Linked DNA regions of Danio rerio: region 1 is linked to region 2. Evidence: chromatin contacts called from public HiCAR-type data. All regions are on one chromosome and are shown on one strand. The core of a region is the stretch at or near the end of the contact, and the rest is flanking DNA. Distances in the headings are between cores, read along the strand shown. Region 1 holds the start of il12ba (interleukin 12Ba). Region 2 holds the start of adrb2a (adrenoceptor beta 2, surface a).

What was found. HiCAR-type assays count read pairs that join an accessible place to other places.
Region 1: a contact with region 2 is called in a HiCAR-type map of caudal fin, with 4 times the contacts expected there. The contact joins the promoter of il12ba here to the promoter of adrb2a in region 2. A contact is called at or near these places in 2 of 18 Hi-C or Micro-C datasets (caudal fin and embryo) and 1 of 4 datasets of contacts at active chromatin or transcription factors (caudal fin).

What each region holds. Positions count from the first base shown.
Region 1 is chr14:39,548,657-39,553,413 of GRCz12tu, reverse strand. il12ba (interleukin 12Ba) reads right to left here and starts at 2,014. Exons shown (of 8, transcript NM_001007108.1): 1 at 1,952-2,014; 2 at 238-334; 3 at 1-103. The coding sequence starts at 334.
Region 2 is chr14:39,428,473-39,433,179 of GRCz12tu, reverse strand. It overlaps adrb2a (adrenoceptor beta 2, surface a), which reads left to right and starts at 3,319. Exons shown (of 1, transcript NM_001102652.1): 1 at 3,319-4,536. The coding sequence starts at 3,319. The coding sequence ends at 4,536. It also overlaps a transcript of il12ba not described here.

The sequences.
Region 1 (4,757 bases), core at 765-3,264, 120 kb before region 2:
TTGTTTTTGGTCCATGTGATATTATGCCCTTCATACGCTTCTCCACAGATCACTGGCACTTCTACCCTATTTACACCTTTTACATCAACATCCACCACAAGCACTGTCGACAGACGAACGAAAAACAAATGTGAAGTGAAAGAATGTTAAAGCAAGCCCAATGCAATTAAAAGTTATCTCAGCAGTTAACAAAACATAACATGGGGTATTTTTGTAAAAATTTGATGTGAGTTTTACCATTTGGTTTGAGTTTCCAGAAGCTCTCAGATGTTTGGATGGATCCTACAGCCAACGAATAAAGACAAAACAACGTTCTTAACCTAAGAAGAAACATCTGTTGGACAATAAAAGGAATTAAAAATGAGAAACAATTACAAGTAGCCAAATGGCCGAAAAAAAAAAAAAAAAAAACACAACATAACCACATAATTGGAGTGTAAAAAGAAAAGTTAACACTTTTTTAACTTGTGAAAATTAAATGTATTTAAATATTTAATTACTTACAAATAATCAACTTATTTGCTAATAATTTGTCTGTAATTCAGTAAAAAGCGATTACTTAAAAAATGAGTAAACCTATTGCCTTAAAAATGACAAGTTGGGTTTACTTAAAAAATGTAAGTATTCCTGTTGTAACTTAGAACTGTTAAGTTGACTTAACTTATCTAACTTCATTTTTTTAAGTACGCACATAGTTCCTTTACTTAGTAATTTGAAGGCCATAAGTGTACGCACTTTTTAGCAGCTTGCTTTTTACAGTGTATGGAAAAAGTAATAAACCACTTGAAAATTCTCATTTTCTCTGAATTTTAAGGATTCAGTTTCTATGAGTTTCAGTAAAAAAACAAAACAAAAAAAACTATGCTTTGCTTGCCTAGAAAATGCTTCTTGATTTAAGAAGTTTAGATATATGGACTAGAAACAAGACAAAAAAATCTAAGAAAGAAAAGCATTTTTTGCAGTGTTCAAACTACTTTTGAACATAAAATGAACATAAATGTTCACATTTTTTTGAGGGGGGGGGGCAACTTTATTCTTTATGTTCAATCCAAAAAATTGTAGATTTGTGTTTGGACAACCTAAATAAATTGTGTTGAACCCTGCATATGGTGATAGTTGTTTTGTTGTTAAAATAAAAAATGTTTTCATTTGTTGTAACTGAAAATGAGGGTTGTTTGAATGTTAAATAATATATATTTAAAAATGACATGTTTTACAGTTTAATAATCATACCTCGTATTGCTTCTTTGTGATTAATTGGAAAATCAGGGAAAGTGCTCAAAGTAAACCCATAATATATAAATAAATAAATATATTTGAAGTCAAAATTTTAATTTTGTTTTTTCTCTTTAAAACATTTCCCCAAATAATGTTTAACAGAGCAAGGAGATTTTCACACAATGTCTGATAATATTTTGTCTTCTGGAGAAAGTATTATTGGTTTTATTTCAGCTAGAATAAAAGCAGTTTTTAATTGTTTAAAACCCGTTTTGAGGTCAAAATTATTAGCCACTTTAAGCTATATATCTTTTCGACTGTCTTCAGAACAAACCATCGTTATACAATAATTTGCCTAATTACCCAAACCTGCCTAGTAAACCTAATTAACCCAGTTAAGCCCTCAAATGTCACTTTAAGCTGTATAGAAGTGTCTGGAAAATATCTTGTAAAATATTATCTACTGTCATCATGGCAAAGATAAAATAAATCAGTTATTAGAAATGAGTTATTAAAACTATTATGTTGTTATTAAATGTGTAAAAAAATTCTTCTCTCCACTAAATAGAAATTGGGGAAAAATAAACAGGAGGGCTAATAATTCTGACTTCAACTGTATCTATATTTCTCAAGGCATTCAACAATAATTGAACTAAATACTTTTATAAAATGCATAGTATTTACGACAAATGTTTTCGATAAACTTTTATTAATATTCGGAAATGAGACTTACCTTTGATCAAAAGTCAAAAACTATCCAGCAAGATGATCCTCCACAAGCAGACTGGTTTTGATTAGTTGTTGTGTTTAACATGCAAGCTTTTAAGCTAAGTGTCAGGACTGCAGAATTTCCCCAACCAGGAAAAGTCCAGCACAGGTTAGAGGAAGCAAACCCTGCATGAGCAACTGCAGGACCTGAGCTTTCCTTATTAATCAAGTTGCTTCTACTTCCACTGTGCCTTCCTTTACTATCTCTAATAATAGACTGATTATCTGTTAAACACCACAGCCCATTCAAAACAGTATTCCACATCTGTTTCAGCTTATATATAAAACACAAGACTCGGCTAATTGGTTTGCAGCAAGTAATGGAGATTTAAAGGTGTTAAGTCAATATTTTGGGGGGGGGGATTTTTGCTACAAGTTCTCATCTGAAAGCTGGATGATGATTTACCTGGTTGCGTTACCTGTTTGTTTGTCCCGGCTAAACCCTGCTGTCAGCTGGTTTTTCCAAAAATGAACAATTCCTCTTTTTACTCAGATAAAGTCATTAAGGGATTTGTAGATTAATGACACTGTCAGAACATTAAACATTACCATGAATCACACTATTCAAGATGAAACACAGAAAAAAGAAAAAGAAACATCTTTTACCTCACTGTTTGCTGAAAGTAAAGCATTTTTAATATTATTTATAGATATTTTTATTTATTTTTTTATTTTTTACGTTTATAAAAATGTTTTATTTTTCCTGTCTGGATATTCTTGTTAAATAAAACAACTTTAATGATAATAAGTGCTTTTTAAAATTGGCATTTCCCATTTAACATATAACATGAGGATAAAATCTGCAATATTTTGATGTAATTTTTATGAATCTGTAATAAGTAGACATAATTGCTATGGTGGAATTTCAATGTTTGAACGCTTCTCTTTTCCCTTTTCTCCGACATTGAGTCGTGCAGTTTTGAAATGCAATCAAGCATGTGACAGCAGTGGGGAAGGAACATTTAACAACAAAATTGGGCATACCATTGGCATGGTGGTATTGATTTTTGAGAAGTTTTATCTGATGGTCTGCGCTCTGCTTAGTAGTGAATGAAGTCATTCTCTTACAAAACATGAGCACATCAAAAACAGTCCCTAAAACAGCCACTTACCACGACCATGGTCACCAACAATATTAGAGCCAAAATGAAAACACTTCCCCTGTTTGATGCTGCAGGGAAAAACCCCTATTTACTGTCAAATTTCCTTTGTCTTTATAGCCTTTATTGATTTGTACAGATATATTAAATGAAAAAAATTAGGAGAACGATTGAAAAAATAAAAATAGGATCTGTGCTTTTGAGTTACATTTTTTTCCCTTCTGTATTCTTTAAGGCAGGGGTGTCCAAACTTTTTGGGCCGAGGGCCAGATGCAAAAAAACAAACGTTGTCGCGGGCCAAATTTTACATACATCACACAGACACGCATGCATGCATATATATATATATATATATATATATATATATATATATATATATATATATATATATATATATATATATACATATATATATATATATAAATACAGTTGAAGTCAGAATTGTTAGCCCCCCTAAAATTATTAGCCCCCGTTTATTTTTTCCCCAATTTCTGTTTAACGGAGAGAAGATTTTTTTCCACACATGTCTAAACATATTAGTTTTAGTAACTCATTTCTAATAACTGATTTATTTTATCTTTGCCATGATGACAGTAAATAATATTTGACTAGATATTTTTAAGACACTTCTATACAGCTTAAAGTGACATTTAAAGGCTTAACTAGGTTAATCAAGTTAACTAGTCAAGTTAAGGTAATTAGGCAAGTTATTTTATAACAATGGTTTGTTCTGAAGACTTAAGGGGCTAATAATTTTGACCTTAAAATGGTTCATAAAAAAATTGAAACCGCTTTTTATTCATGCCGAATAAAAACAAAAGTCTTTCTCCAAAAGAAAAAATATTATCAGACATACTGTAAAAATGCCCTTGCTCTGTTAAACATCATTTGGGAAATATTTTAAAAAGAAGAAATAAATCAAAGAGGGGCTAATAATTCAGACTTCAACTGTGTGTAGATAGATAGATAGATAGATTGATAGATAGATAGATAGATAGATAGACAGACAGACAGACAGACAGACAGACAGACAAACAGACAGACAGACAGACAGACAGACAGACAGACAGACAGATAGATCATAACAAGAACTGCTGCTTAATTGAATGCATGTAATAGCGACACCCGGTGGTTATTTATTGAATTACGTTCATTTTTGTATAGCGGGCCAGATTCTATTGATATTTATAAAAAGCCTCGCGGGCCGCCACAAAACTGATTGCGGGCCGCAGATGGCCCGCGGGCCGTAGTTTGGACACGCCTGCTTTAAGGTATGAATGAGATTTAAATATTTAAAAAAAAATTTTAACACAATACATTGCCAATGATGTCATTTCAGACATCTTGAGAAACTAAAATTTGGTGGAAAGATTAATCCAGACTGTCAATCTCAACAAATTAAAACATTATTTTAACCGGTTGTCATTTTTGCAAATAAATAAATAAATGAAAATGAAACAATTTACAATTTAAACCCCAATCTTATCAGACCTTTATAGAACAAAACAAATATTTACATTTTTACATTTTAAGTTCTAAAATTTTAAACATCCAGAGAAACAGTATTTTCAAATGGCCTTTTAATTATTCATTCATTCATTAATTCATTCATTTTCTTGACGGCTTAGTCCCTTTTATTGATCTGAGGTTACCACAGCAGAATGAACCGCC
Region 2 (4,707 bases), core at 2,070-4,569:
CACAACACAGAGACTTTCGGAGAAATTATGTATTATGAATCATGGACCCACAGTATATTTCATGACCAAAATTAGCCTTTTTACAGGTAATTTCTTTATATAAATGACTCCTTTGTTCAACAATGAAGCATTGAATTCATCAAAAGCAAAAATACATGGAAAATACATTTATAAAAATAATTTCTGTTTTAAATAAAAGTGGTTATTTTCCTTTTAGCTCATTTGTCACGGACCTGGTTGTCTTGCACTATTTATTTGTTGTGCTTTTTTCTGTATCCCAGGTTATCCTTGTGTCACCCCTGTTTGTTGCTCTAGTTATTAATTATCTCGTCTGCTTGTTAGTCTGTGTATTTAAGCCTCATTGTTTAGTCTTGGTCGCTGGATTTTGATATTGTATTTCCGTGTGCTCTGTTTCTGCTATATCTCCTATCAAATGTCTTTTTGACTTCTTGTTTTGACTTCTGAAAAATCAGTTTTGCCATCACAGGAATATGTTTAATTAAAAACAGAAAGCATTTATTTAATATTGTCATCATAATTCACAATGATGATATTAAATATTCAGTATTTTATGTATATGTAGCCTTGATGAGTATAAGAAACTCATTTTTAAAAAGCTCCAAAACTTTGAAAGCTACTGTATGTCCATCTTTATTTGCATAAATTTGATAAGCAAAACAGTTTGGTTACCATTTCTGGTCTGTCGCACCTGAAAGATATGGACATTTCATTACTGGCTGTTCCTGTTTTATTTTATTTTTATATATCTAATCTTGTAAACACTTCTTTGTACCTAAAGCTCTTTTTAGTGCATGTTTTTTATGTGACCTGGAGCAATTTGTGCTTAAAAGCTTTGCTGAACTGACAACAGCTTCTCTACAGTTGCTCTCCGCTTAGATCACCCCTGTCCACAAACCTTTTGGATTATCTGTCCAGGCTGATACTGAAGAATTATGGTAGCACTTTAAAATGTTTTAAAATGTTTTCAACCTTTAAATGTTGAACAAGCGACAGGTTGAAATATCAGATTGCTAGATTTTTTTGCATTGAAAATGAAGAGTCTTTTTTTAGGAACCATAAATACCAAACACTGCAAAAACAGAAGTCTCAAACGACACACAAATATTCTCATTTTTTTCTCAACTAAAACAACCATAATAATAAAATATAAATGTTAAGTAACCAAATTTAAGTAAGTGAAAATTAGAAATGTTGCATTTATAACTACAATAACCACGACAAATACATTTAAGTTGTAAGGATTTCTAAAACTGAAATTAAAATACAAAATAAATCAATATAGAAAAGAAATTATTTAAAAACTGCTACTAAAATGAACTAAAAACATAACTTAATCGATTTGAGTTGAGACAACAAACTATTTATGTTTAACCCAGCATTTTTTAAAGTGTAGATGGATAGATGGATCGATAGATAGATAACTTAATCGAATTTATGTGAAACCCAATATTTTTTAGTGTAGATAGATAGATAGATAGATAGATAGATAGATAGATAGATAGATAGATAGATAGATAGATAGATAGATAGATAGATAGATAGATAGTGTACTGAAAATAACACCAATAAAACATGCAGATAATAAAAGGAATATTTCTGACTCAACAACAAATCATAAAGATTGCATAAATTCTTTTAACAACTGTACAAACAAGTACCACACCCATATTTCCTGGCAGCCTCTTCATTCAGTCTGAACCCACAGGTGGTAAAACCAATTAAATCTACAGTTCCCATGAAATCTCTAAACCAGAGGCGGCTAACCCTGCTCCTGGAGGGTCGTGCTATTTTCCAGTGATCCTAAAGACCTTTTTTAGCTGGTTCAGGTGTATTTAATAACAGCTAGAACTAAACTCTGCCTTCCAGGAGCAGGATTGGACACCGCTGTTAAAATCCCATTCTTTTGTCACATTCGCACTCCAGTGTCATGCCTCTCACGAGAAATAGTGTTGAAAAGGAGCCATCATACCCACTCCAAATCCTGTCATAGTTTCTTTCTCTAATATTCCAGCAGAAACAACAACAGCCACATCTTACCCAATCTCCAGCCCATATCCACATTAGAAACGGACGGACATCAGAGAGCAGAACAAAACCACACATAATGGAGACAATGGTGACGAAAACCACACATCACGACTCATTTCTCCAAGAGTATGTCCATCTGGTAGCTTTCATTCATTCAAAATGATCAAATCCTGCAGGAGAACTGACCTAGCAAACAATTTTGTGTTTCATAGATGTCTAATAGACATCTAAACATAGACAGCTTGGCTAAAACAAGGCTAAACTTGAGCTGTCAGTGACAATCTAATAGTCATCTAAAAATAGCTCAAAACTAGACTAATCGTGTGACTAGTGACAGATTTAACAGCTTTTTTGGGTAGTCATTTATTTCTGTTTATTTGATGACTAGTCTAGTTTTAGCCTATTATTAGACGTTAGATTTTCACTGACAGGCCAAATTTAGCCTTGTTTTATCCAAGGCATTTGTACCACATTTGATCAAACTATAGGCGCTAAAAAGAATTGCTTATGTCTCTCTATTGTCTTTTAGGATAAAAGTGTTAAATGTATAATGCAATGCAATGTAAATGTCAAAAAAAAGACTTAATTATCATATTGAAATATAAAATTGAAATTTGCATGTGCTGGTAGATTATACATTAATATTGAACTTTGTGTGCCTACTTTTAATCTCCAGTATATTTGTATTTTCTCATGTAAATGTCAAAGCTTTCATGAAACAGCTCCTTTACGATCATAAAACAATGTTAAGCCTGGTCTGCATGAACTGTTTGAAATAGTGCTCAAAGTGTCTCACTGTTGTTCCTTAATTCTCTATAGCAGCAGTGCAGCCTTCACCTCACTCTATGCTCATTGGCTGAAAGTCAGCTGTGATGTCATCACAGAATGCTATAAGGGCTTGACAAATAGCCTGAGAGCCACATTTAACGTAACACCGCTCAGCAGACTGGCTGCGTATGAGAGAGGTTGAGAAAAGAGAAAAGAGCTGTGAAGGAGGAAGAGAGAGAGCAAAAGTGAGTGAGAGAGAGAGAGAGAGAGAGAGAGAGTGCATGCTAGAAAAAGTCACCATGAAAAGAGGATATACTCATTCTTAACACACAAAGGAGTATTTTAACTTTGCATGGAAGGAGCAGCTGAGGTGGACGTCTTTTCTGGAGGTTTGTCTTTGCATGGATTTACACTGTTTTTACTACTTACTGTTTGCACAAACCTATGTTAACTGTGTTAACGTGTTTTCTTCTGCTTTTCTTTCTTGATCTCTGTCAGGTCATGGGAAACATAAGGTCCTCAATACCCGAAGATCTTATCTGTCCAAACAATACTAATGCCTCCACCAAAAGCGAACTACAGATGACAGTGCTGGGCACACTCATGTCCATTCTTGTCTTGATCATCGTCTTTGGCAATGTGATGGTGATTACAGCCATTAGCCGCTTCCAGCGTCTTCAGAACGTCACTAACTGCTTCATTACATCACTTGCGTGCGCTGATCTGGTCATGGGATTGGTAGTGATTCCCTTCGGTGCCCTTTACATCATCCTGAACACTTGGCACTTTGGCCACTTCTTGTGTGATTTTTGGACCGCCACTGATGTTCTGTGCGTCACGGCCAGTATCGAGACACTCTGTGTCATCGCTATGGATCGTTACATCGCCATCACATCCCCATTCCGCTACCAGTCCTTACTGACCAAGAACAGAGCTCGCTTCATTGTGCTGATGGTATGGGTCATCGCCGGGCTCGTTTCCTACCTACCTATCCATATGGAGTGGTGGATTTCCACTGATAACGAGACACTCTGTTGCTATAACAATACATACTGTTGTGAATTTGACATAACTTATTCCTATGCCATTGTGTCATCCATAATCTCCTTTTACATCCCCCTGGTCATCATGGTTTTTGTTTACAGCCGTGTGTTCCAGGAGGCAAGGAAGCAGCTGAAGAAGATCAACAAAACTGAAGGCCGGTTTCATGCTCAGAAATCCAACAGCAGAAATCAAGATGTGGCGAACAACCACAGCGAGATGAGGAGCACCAAGAAGGCCAAGTTTTACCTGAAGGAACATAAAGCTTTGAAGACTCTGGGCATCATCATGGGTGTATTCACACTGTGCTGGCTACCATTTTTTGTACTCAATGTTATTCCCAAGGGCTCGGTGGACATCTGGACTTTCAGAATCTTAAACTGGATAGGGTACGCAAACTCTGCCTTCAATCCACTGATCTACTGTAGGAGTCCAGATTTCAGGTACGCGTTCAAGGAGATCCTATGTCTCAACAGGTCACGCTATCCTAACGTCAGGCCAAACAATGGATATATATATAATGCACACAGCTGGCAGAGTGAAAACCGGGAGCAGAGCAAAGGCAGCTCGGGGGACAGTGACCATGCTGAGGGGAACTTGGCGAAAGAGGAATGCCTGTCAGCAGATAAAACAGACTCTAATGGGAACTGCAGCAAAGCCCAAATGAGAGTGTTGTAAATCACCTTGGTGAGTCCTGACTCGTTCCACTGGTCCTGATTTCTCAATGTGTCACTTAAGGACAGGTTACGCCTCATCTGGTAAGTGGCCAATAGTGGGTGTGTGATGGAAAAAGGGACATTTTTTAAACGTTTGTTTTACTCATCTACCTCATCGTTTTCTCTTCTAAAA